Regions from separate parts of the Gasterosteus aculeatus genome. Here region 1 is linked to region 2. Evidence: chromatin contacts called from public Hi-C data. All regions are on one chromosome and are shown on one strand. The core of a region is the stretch at or near the end of the contact, and the rest is flanking DNA. Distances in the headings are between cores, read along the strand shown. Region 1 holds the start of osr2 (odd-skipped related transciption factor 2). Region 2 overlaps vps13b (vacuolar protein sorting 13 homolog B).

Evidence for each region. Hi-C and Micro-C count contacts between places; a contact is called where the count stands out from the background.
Region 1: a contact with region 2 is called in a Hi-C map of skeletal muscle, with 7 times the contacts expected there. The contact joins the promoter of osr2 here to the enhancer-like site in region 2. A contact is called at or near these places in 3 of 6 Hi-C or Micro-C datasets (liver, skeletal muscle and whole body).

The regions. Positions count from the first base shown.
Region 1 is chr20:19,264,457-19,269,947 of fGasAcu3.hap1.1, forward strand. osr2 (odd-skipped related transciption factor 2) reads right to left here and starts at 3,681. Exons shown (of 4, transcript XM_040166382.2): 1 at 3,375-3,681; 2 at 1,041-1,730; 3 at 659-758; 4 at 1-293. The coding sequence starts at 1,693. The coding sequence ends at 219.
Region 2 is chr20:19,227,178-19,232,327 of fGasAcu3.hap1.1, forward strand. vps13b (vacuolar protein sorting 13 homolog B) reads right to left here. Exons shown (of 68, transcript XM_078095600.1): 8 at 786-1,060. Among protein-coding and RNA genes, the nearest start is that of vps13b, 31 kb to the right of the region's middle. Within about 2 kb of position 2,039, at least 3 of the 9 cell types and tissues checked have open chromatin away from gene starts, as enhancers often do.

The DNA of each region.
Region 1 (5,491 bases), core at 2,431-4,930, 39 kb after region 2:
AAAGCCGGACATTGCCATGGCTCCGCTGCGTGTCCCACTGGAGATGCAACCAAATCCCCGCAGTGAAGTGTGCGGCAGTAAACATGTCCTCATTTGGAGAATGTCTTTAGAACCAAAACAGTCGCTTGTCTTCCTGTGGCTTGTTTTCTTTTTGAATTGTCCATTGTTTTGTTTTGTATTAGTCTGTCCAGGCTAGTAGTCCTGATGTGGGCTGTGCGTCAAACTGTGCCGTCGCAAGTCACAGTTGCGCCGAAACACCTTTCCGCAGCGGCCACAGCTGTAGGGCTTGATGTCTGTATGGGTGAGAAGGTGAGTTTTCAGGTTACTTCTTTGATTAAAGGTTCTTCCGCATGTGGGGCATTTGTGGGGGGACTCCTGTTTAGATTTAAAGCAAGCAAAGGATTATTCCCTTTAATTGGATAGAACGTCTAGAAATTGTAGCTTTCATTCATCTCAATAAATCCACTATAAATTGCGTCAGTTGTAACTCAAATCATCACATTAATTGTGTCTTGCATTTTAATTTGGATTTGGCCAAACACAATTGTTGTGCGAGACTGTCAGCATCCCATTCATGCAGCAGACAAGACAGAGCATTACGGGTGAATGACGAGCACATCACATAATTAAGGATGACTTGTTAATATGGCCAGCTTACCTGCATGTGTAAGGTTTTATGGACGGCTAGAGTTCGAGACTGACAGAATCCCTTCCCACATTCTTGACATTTGAATGGCTTTTCCTTGGAGTGGATGTATCTGCAAAACAAAAATGTCGCTTCATCAAAAAACAGCTCTTGCGTGGACTCACAACAAACCCCACCGTAATATAGTGCTTTGCTGCGCAAACTGTATTGGTAAAAGGACTTTAGCGCCCTCGTGGATAACACTTCGGGAATAGCCCACATGTTTTATAAATGTATATATACACCAACGTTTTTAATTGCAAGTAATCAAAGTGTTATTTAGACGTGTGGTTTGAATCACGTGCATCGTCAGGAATTAGCTGCTGCTGGGGATTTAGCTCTTTTTCAGTCCTACCTGTGGTCTCTGAGATGGTCTTGCCTTCTAAAGGCCTTGTGGCAGATATCACAGGTATAAGGCCGCTCGTCCGTGTGGGTCCTCTCGTGGATGAGGAGGTTGTAGGACTTGGTGAAATGCCTCCCGCAGAACTTGCAAATAAATTCCTTTTTAGTCTTGGAAGGGAGCCTGCCCCGGGTGGGCTTTCTATCCGGGGACAGCTTGCTCAGCTCGGAGAGGGTCCCCCCTAGCCCCGACGCCAACTTCACCAGATCTGAAGCTTTCGGAGGGTCCTCCTGAGTGGCAGCGAGGGCCAGGTTGGCGAAGTCAAACCTCGGCCTGTTCTTGTGCAGCGAGGGGATGCCGTGCGCTACGCCGGCTTGCTTTGGATGGAAGAGCTGCGCTGCGGCCGTGAACGGCAACGCCGGGAAGGGAATCCTTGGGTCCACCAGACCCTGGGCGGCTGCCATCTCCGTGATCGTAGACCTCAGTCCTTGGATGTGCGGGTAACCAAGAGTCCAGTGGTTCATGTGCATGGTCTGCACGGCACTGAGGCCGTAAAGGCCCTGCAGCTGGTCAGCGGGGAAAGTGTTGACGGCCTGCAGGAAAGAGTAGTTTGTGAGCTGCAGGGCCGGGTGCAGGGGGATCGGAGCGTGCAGGGCTTTGCTCCCCATCTCGGCTCAGACCTCTGCAGAAGACACGGTGATAGCCCTGGGGGAGAAAAATGTGTTGAGCGTTAATGTCCCGTTACAATGATATTACTATAAAACAAACGGTAGACTAAATACAAAAATGCATTATTCTTACCCATTTTTCTTCTTAACATACATGATCAAATTTATTTCTAATATTTATTTCACGACCTCCAATTATTTAAATTTCATAACAACTTTTTTTTCGTGTTCGACACAAGTAGAACCACAGCGAGAATATAAACACGTATCTAACGCATGAGCGTAAATAGAAACGCTTAAAAGCAGAGATGAGCAATATTATATTTATAGGCTACATCTTTTTAAAAACAAAATCTATCAAAATTGTAATTCAAAAGGGTGGGTGCGAATGTTTGATTCGGCACCGATCGCTCCGAATGAAGTTCGGGCGAAGCAATTAGAGAAGACAAGTTGTTGTTTTTGACGGTTGTAGCTGTTGTTTCACACCGCTGAAATACAAGTGACCTCTGGATTTGTAGGAATTTTTAAATGTTCCAAGAGTATGTCAAATGCGCGCTCAGGTTAGAGCGAAACGCGAAACAAATCCTGCCTAATATTACCCACAAGAATGCTACTTTAATTGTGACTTTGTGTGCATGTGCTTTTTATTTGCGTGCTCGCGGGACTGCAGCCAGTTCATCTGGCAGGCCTGATATGTAGCTCGTTTTAGGACTATTTGATTTCATACGGCATGTTTTTGAATTAAGGTGTTTCTGCTCATGGTGGACCTGTGGCGGCGGAGCTAAGCGTCTCCTCCACATGTCGGACAAATAAGGTGAAGTGTGCATTACGAAAGAACAACAGCCACGGTGGCCCGGTTCCATGTATGCGGCGGTGACAAGTTGTCTTTTCCAACACAGGGGAAAAGGAAAACCGTGTAAGTCGAGGCCCCACGCTGACCTTTAGATTTGGTCGAAATTAAATAAAACCCTGCGTATTCTGTTTGGATCATTTGTTCTACATGTTTTCCACCCGAATCTAATCGTCACGTTCCCGAGTCTGAAACCTGCGGGAGTTTGGACATGATTGTCTTGCAGATGGGAGAGTCCTGCGGGACACGGCAGCCGGAGGGCTGATCGCATGCTCGGGTCAGGTCGCTTAGAGTTGTTACACACATCTTATGAAGTTCTTTCCACCTCGCTTTCCTCTTTTCAAAGACGGGGCAGTTTTAATTGAAGTTTGCACAGGTGCAACACCAGTCACCGCGCAGCCACTTGTTGTTCTTTGCCCACGTGTGTAACTTTATCCGACCTGTTCTTCCTCTCAATAACCTTTGGACTTAATGTTATACTCTGACAGCAGCATAAATGCCATGTCGTGTTATCGGAGTGCTTGTCAAGTTTTTTTTTTGCTTTCATCAAAGTAAACATAACCAAAGTCTAGAGACTTGTTTCGGCAATGTTTGGCCCATTGGGATAGAGAGCTGTCACCCCAAGGTGTTGATCATCGCAAACCAACAATCGTCTCTAATAACTGAGTATCAGTCAGTCTTGGACATTTTACCGACTGTCGGATCTATTTGGTTCATGCAACAGTAAGTTTCCTTTGGATGAAAAGTTTCTAACAAGTGAGCTGAGTTGAGCAGAGTGGTGTCGGTTCCCTACATCGGGCTGACAAAATACCCGGACAGACGGAATCTTACCCCAACAAAACTCTGCCAAAGGTCCTCACGTTATGTCAGTAATCCACAGTAACTATAGTGGCGGAGAGCTCCAATAGAACGCCGCGAAAGGTTTTCCAAGTTCCAAGTCCATGAAACTTTCACGTAGCCATGCAGACAGCCGGGAAGTCTCGGACCTTAGCGCAGATCTGATGAGTCGGGAGAAGTTGTGGGACAAAAAGGGGGCGAAGAAGTTTGGAGGAGTTTGCTGGCGGCAGCAGCAGCGGCAGCGCGGGTGTCTCTGTCCGGAGCTGGGGCTGGAAGTGTGTGTAATGCGCACCGGTCCTGCACTTTTCAGGGCTCCGGGGCTCTGGTGTGTTTAGCCCGCCCTCCGACACGCCTCCACCCCCCTCTATCATTAACTCCGATGTTCCTCCTCTGTTTATTTGTGTTTGGATAGCAACTATGTCTGAAGACCATTGTAGAGAAGTGTGTTTTGTTCAACCTGCCTCCTCTGACACCTCTCACAGACCTTTCAGTCAAGGCTGAGACCGTCTTTTGGAGATGGTCATCCCTCTTTCACCCCCTCTTCTAACTCTGAAATGTGTCTGGATGCCGTTTACAATGTTTTTCCATTTATTAAAACTACACACTTAATTTGCGGGAATACAGTGCCACCAAAGAGCCACCACATGAAGTCGTTTTATTTCTTTGTGATGAGGTTAAAATATTCATCACACTGTACATTGACCCCAAGATCCGCAACAGCGCGAAGCAGTCATGGTCACTTGTGTTTTTTCTTCTTTTATACATTCTTTATTTTGTCACGTGAACGGCACTCATTTAAAAAGGATTCTTGCTACACAATTATTCATTTATGTTCTCCATTAAAATTACATAACGTTTTTTTTTTAAATATTTGATGTATTGTGTGCATTGAAATATTCTGCAATATGTTGCGGGACTATATATAGGATTGGCCTGAAACACAACTCTCCTTTGTCCAAACGCAGTAATAACAGTTCTGTCATTCTTTCATATTTCATATATTTCGATAATTTAAATAACAACATATTGAAGATAGTATGTCATGTTAATCATGCTGCCATTTAATCAAATGGTTGGTGGCCTTGGTCTGGCCATATGCAAAATAATAATAATGATAATAATAATGATGATCCCTCATGGATCCACTCATATGCACACGCACGCACGCACGAACACACACACCACACACACACACACACACACACACACACACACACACACACACACACACACACACACACACACACACGCAAATGCATCACCAGCACGCTACACAGGTTTTTTTGTTTTCTATGAAAACCACCAGAAAATTCACCGAAAATTTAAATAAATCTTTTTACGAGTTTAAGTCAAGTATAGAAAAGTGTACTAGATTTAGTGAAACGTCAAAATGCAGAATCAATGTTGAATAATTGAATCTTGTTTTTAAACCTTTCTCTCTATCATTTTTAAAAATAATATTAAGACGTAAGTAATATGCAGAAGTCCAGTTTGAAAAGTAATGTGTCGTTTTGCCATGTTCACAGCAGGACCGTTGCTGCAGCGCTGGCCTCCACTGCTCAGACCTGGTCTGCAGCGCCGCCTATTGGAAGTACCGCTAAACTCTACGCAGTTTGCGGCTTCACTGAAGCTCTGACTGTCAGTACATCTTCATGTTTTCAGGCAAGATCGCTAAAACACGCTTTGATGAAACCTCACCTCGCCATTCGTGCTCTTAGAAATATTCAATATTAAAGATAAAAATAAATCACCCCACCAGTCGAAAAACAATACAATTATTTAATTACAGCAACGCATGAATGGAGTTGCTGATCTCTTTATATGGGTATTTAAAGCATTATCATTAATAATGATTATTTCCGTTCGTTACATGAGAGACAACAAATATAGAGGCTTCGGATAATCCATGTTTCAGGAGCTCGTGCAGCCTGATTGTCGTTTTCTTAAGAGCTGCAGAATGTTCAGCAGCCGACACGCTTGTGGTTTTTTCGTTAGGTTTCATATCACGCGGGCCTCACGTCTTCACTGTCAAAACACTGCGACGGATTAGAAGAAACATTAACCCCACACTTTTACATGATAGTCGTGGACATTTTCCAACGTATTCTTTT
Region 2 (5,150 bases), core at 789-3,288:
TGTTTGGCCTGAGACATGCCTCGCATACACACACACACACACACACACACACACACACACACACACACACACACACACACACACACACACACACACACACACACACACACACACACACACACACACACACACACACACACACACACACACACACAGTAATGTGATCCGAAGTGCCTGAACCTGAGGGGAAACGCAGATGAATTCAAACTATTCTGAATGAGCAGGCAGGATTAAAGTTTGGGATCCATTTCTGAATACTCATCACACCACGTATGATGTCTAAAACATTAACGTGATCCGAGACGTCGGTTAGCGGTTACACTACCCGCCCCTTATACCACACACTCAGACAAAGAGGACTGTGACTTCCTGAAGATCAAGCCCTTCTTTGAGACTCTTACTGAAAATCACCACAGAATATAAGCCGCAGTGAGGGGGTGGGGAGAGGGAGTGGGTAATGGCGGCAAGGGAAAAAAACAACTTTAATTGTTAACACAACGATATCCTAAACCAGGAAATTCGACATCAACATCAAATATCTGTATATACAGAATTTACAAAAGAGTTTTCTGACTTGCGACGAAGGCCCCCTAGACAAACTGCTTCTGCGTTTGCTGTTGTACATTTAAAAACATATTTTTTCAGTGCATCTAAAATTAGTTAAAGTATTTCTTGACCCTAAATCAAATGTGATGCAATTTGGCAAATACAACATACAGGCCTGCATCGTAACACTTGACCTGGGAATGGAACCATTGTGAGTGAGAATGCATAAGCCGATTTACCTTGAAGGTAACAGAGGCTTTTGTGCAGTAGAAGCCAATAGAAACAATGGGGTCTCTGGGTGTGAGTTGCTGTGGGTTGGTTGGGATGCCTCCTGCCTCTCCCTGCTCATACAGGCCTTCCTCATATCCCTCCTCTTCGCCTACGATGGCTGGGATGAAGGACCAAGCCCAGGACACCCAACCCTGGTCTCCCTCTTCAAGACCCCCAGACTGCATGTAAAGGTCTTGGCTGGAGTACTGACTCGCACCCTGGTTCTCCAGATCCACATCCATCCCTGATGGGGAAAGAAGGCATAATTAGTTGAAATGTAAACTTTAAAGTTCGTCAGGGTTAGTTTCTGCACGTCTACTTTTGATTCTTCAGGTGAATATTCAGTCACTTTCAAACATACAAAGAGCTGGTCCAAACAAAGTGGACTTTATAATAAATCCATAGTTATCCAATACCTCAGTCTATTAAAAGAGGCAGGTTGTGAAAACAAACTGGCCAAACAGAGAGAAAGCTGTTTATAATGGAAGTGTTTGTGCCCAATGCAGCATGCTAAATTAATTTGTCCATGCCCTCGGGGTAGTTTAATACAAGCAAGATGTTTCAGCTGTCAACTGAGCACACAAAAACAGCAGAGACCAAGGCGGTTTCACTGTAGTGGTGCCAATGCTCCAGCGTGCAGGTGTGTGCCGCATGAAGGACAGAGAGGAAGCCCCCTTCTAGTGGAGGCCAGAGGGCGCCGTCTGTCAGCCAGCATCCTGACAGAGGGCCCGCTGGATCACTGTGGTCAGGGCTGAGCTGGACCCAGCAGCACAGGCTGCATCCACCAAGAATGCATTCAGCAGGAGCTGGGGAGGGGGGCGCACATGTTTTTTTTAGCAGGTGACAGACTGAAATGAGGCTACGAGCAAGGAGAGTAGCTACGAGCCATCGGCACACTCTGGGCTTGCAGAGTACAGGAGAATCCTATGAAGGATTGACTGACGTGTGTCGACGCCTCAGAGTAAGGAGCACAGGGGTCGACTGGAGCATCGGCTACTGTCAAAGAGGCTAAAGAGGCCAATGGCCTTTAATAAAAGGGTTGAGGAAGCCAAGCGGCCGGTCCTTGTGTCAGCAACAGAGAACTTTGGCTGGACCACCCTGTTGGCACTGTGGCGAAACCCATTCACTTCGGCAAGCTATTTTGTGGGGGGGGGTGTCACAGGTCCCCGAGCCAACAGGCACCGCCCTCCGAACGCGTCCCATCATGCCGGTTTCCACGCACTTCGGAAGAGAGAGGAAGCTGATGTCAATACGCAAGAATGTGTAATCCCGTTCCTCGCGGCCTCAAATCCTCAGTGAGAAAACAATAATTGTCCGTGAGGTCACACCTTAGGAATCCCAGAGGCTAAGGCGGTGAACATTATGACATATTTTAATTAAATCTTTCACTTTGTCCCAATCCCATGTTATGGATTTTTTATCTCCCTTCCTTCTCCCCCCAAAATCTCCCTGCTGGATTTTATCTCTGATTTCTCTTTTTTCCTTCTTTTTGTTTCCCGTCCATGGAAGCCTTTGAGGTGTCAGTTCAACAAGTTAAGCTCTTTCGCTTCACGTCACAGCCTGACGAGGCCTACGTTCAAATAGCGAGGCAATCAAAATAAAGGCACAATTACTAATCAAGCGATCAAAAAGGAGCGGCTTATGGAGACTTTGAAGTATTAATCCGAAAGAGGGGAGTGAAAAAATTCCCAGAGAGCGATGTGGGTTGGCCAAAATGTCTGCATTACGACATACAGGACCGTTGTGACAGCGATCACAGCCAGACTGGAATCTTTGTTGTGGACATGTCCACAAGCAGCGCTCACAAGCGGTGTGTAATGGGATGTGATCGGGGTCATGTTTGCCTAGCATGAGCCCAAGGCCTCCGGGCAACGGTGTACGCCTGAGCTAGCAAGTGGTGGCTAGGAGTGGGCGTGTAAGTGAGTGCGCAGCTGAGTGACATTGTGACCATGGGAGGGGAGGAGTGAGCGCAGGCAGTGCCCACACAGGCCAGTAGATGTCCCTCCATGTTTATAGAGGGATAGGTGGACTGCTTACCTGACCACTGAGCAAAGGCTACTCGCAGCTCATCAGATCCTTTCAGCCCTTCCTCACTGGCCTACGTGTTTTAATGTAAAGGATTGGAAGACATATGGAACATGTGTGTTGCATACGGTTTCAATTTAACACCACCAACATGACATTAACATGAGAATGTTTTAAAAAATCTGTTCAAGCAGTCGTATATAACAATACTCTGCGAGACAAAAAGCTGTCTCATCCACGCGCATCTATTGAATTCTACCTTCGACGTCTTCACACAGATTAAACGGGAGAGGTTGATTAAAAAGGGGCCCCATCACGTCACTGGGGCTGTATAAAGGGAGCCACATGAGGTTCATAAAGAGCAGATAGCCTGTGGCCTCAGGACGATACGTTTCTGAGGCACTCCCATAGAGCCAATACTAAAAACATATTGACCTTTGACAAACACACAAACAGGCTCTCAGACCCCCCCCCCCCACACACACACACACACACAGACACGCACTATATTAATTCTCCACTAACTGTACATGGCTCTGTGCTGGTCATCCAAGCATGATAGTCATCGGTGTTTCCAACCGCTGAAATATTTTACAGTGTATCAGAGACTTCATTGAATTTCAGCCGTCTGATTGGAAAGGGTTGGTTTGGTTTGTGTCCCGCACCGTTGAGCTATTAGGGCTATTCATTAATGAGACATTGGCTCTTCCCTTAAAGAGAAGGAATCAAACAAACTGCAGCCACGCTAATTCCTGGGCACGTAAACACATTACAAGGCTTTTTCCACTTTAATTGGCAAAAAGAAAAACACCTTTAGATGGGGGAAAAACTAATTTTAAGAGTAAGGTAGGACAAATAAATACACACACAAGGACAGACAGACAGATAGAGGATATTGGAGTCAGATAATACAGCAACGTTTCACCACAAACGGCCTATATGAAATCTAATGAATTTGATGCAGAACGACCTATAATACCAGGATCATGTTCTACAATCATGTGACAATAATTGTTTCCCACAAACTGCAACCCACTGTAAAGGAATAGGCATTGAAGCAGACTCTGTAACTATAAGCATCAACATTCATAAATATAGAAATAAATGAGTTTGCCTGTTGTGGTAAAGAGAAATGCATTCTTTATTACGAATAGTAAATCATTTGGGCTGTAATTCCGCTAATTTTATTAAAATAATTCAGTTTTTACTCCTTAAATCTAAAATGAATACAGTGAAACCATATGTTCCTGCAGCAACACCTCCCGACAAAAATACACCCACCTACAGTACACGCATGCACGCACGCACGCACGCACACGCACACACACACACACACACACACACACACACGCAGCCCCTCCACTGCTTTCCTTCAGCTTCTTCCCTTCGTCGATTACTTCCAGCATAACAAGATCCGGGGGCGCTCAGGTTCCAAGAGCTGGTCCCCTCCTGTATATTTTTGTGATGGGATACTAATTCATTCTCAGAGGCTCCGCATAGCAGTAGCATGACACCGACTACATCTGGCATTGGACACTGAACTGGAAGCTGCGCCAACTAGCAGTAAAAGTTCCAGGCCAACATGCAGGGAGCGAGTCAGAGGGAGTGAGCGAATGGGCCGCGTTGTGCTGGGCCGCATGCCTCCCTCTGCCAACCACTTCCCCGTGCAGCATCATTCGCTCCCGGTGCCACAAAGGCCGACGTTGCCCACCAGGATCTGGGACCCGATATTGCTCTATTTGGCTGGGATGCATCAAGGGGCGGGAACCCTGGATGACACGCCTCTTCAACATTGCGTGGAAGTCTGGGACAGTGCCAAAAGAGTGATGTCCTTACCCCAAGTGAAGGAGTTCAAGTACCTTGGGGTCTTGTTCACGAGTGAGGGGAAGATGGAGTTTGGCCGGAGAATCGGAGCAGCGGGGGCGGTATTGCACTCGCTTTACCGCACCGTTGTGACGAAAAGAGTGCTGAGCCGGAAGGCAAAGCTCTCGATCTACCGGTCAATCTTCGTTCCTACCCTCACCTATGGTCATGAAGGATCGGTCATGACCAAAAGAACTAGGTCACGGGTACAAGCGGCCGAAATGGGTTTCCTCAGGAGTGTGTCTGGCGTCTCCCTTAGGGATAGGGTGAGAAGCTCAGCCATTCGTGAGGAGCTCGGAGTAGAGCCGCTGCTCCTTTGCGTCGAAAGGAGCCAGTTGAGGTGGTTTGGGCATCTGGTGAGGATGCCCCCTGGGCGCCTCCCTAGGGAGGTGTTCCAGTCACGGCCAGCTGGGAAGAGGCCCTTGGGAAGACCCAGGACTAGGTAT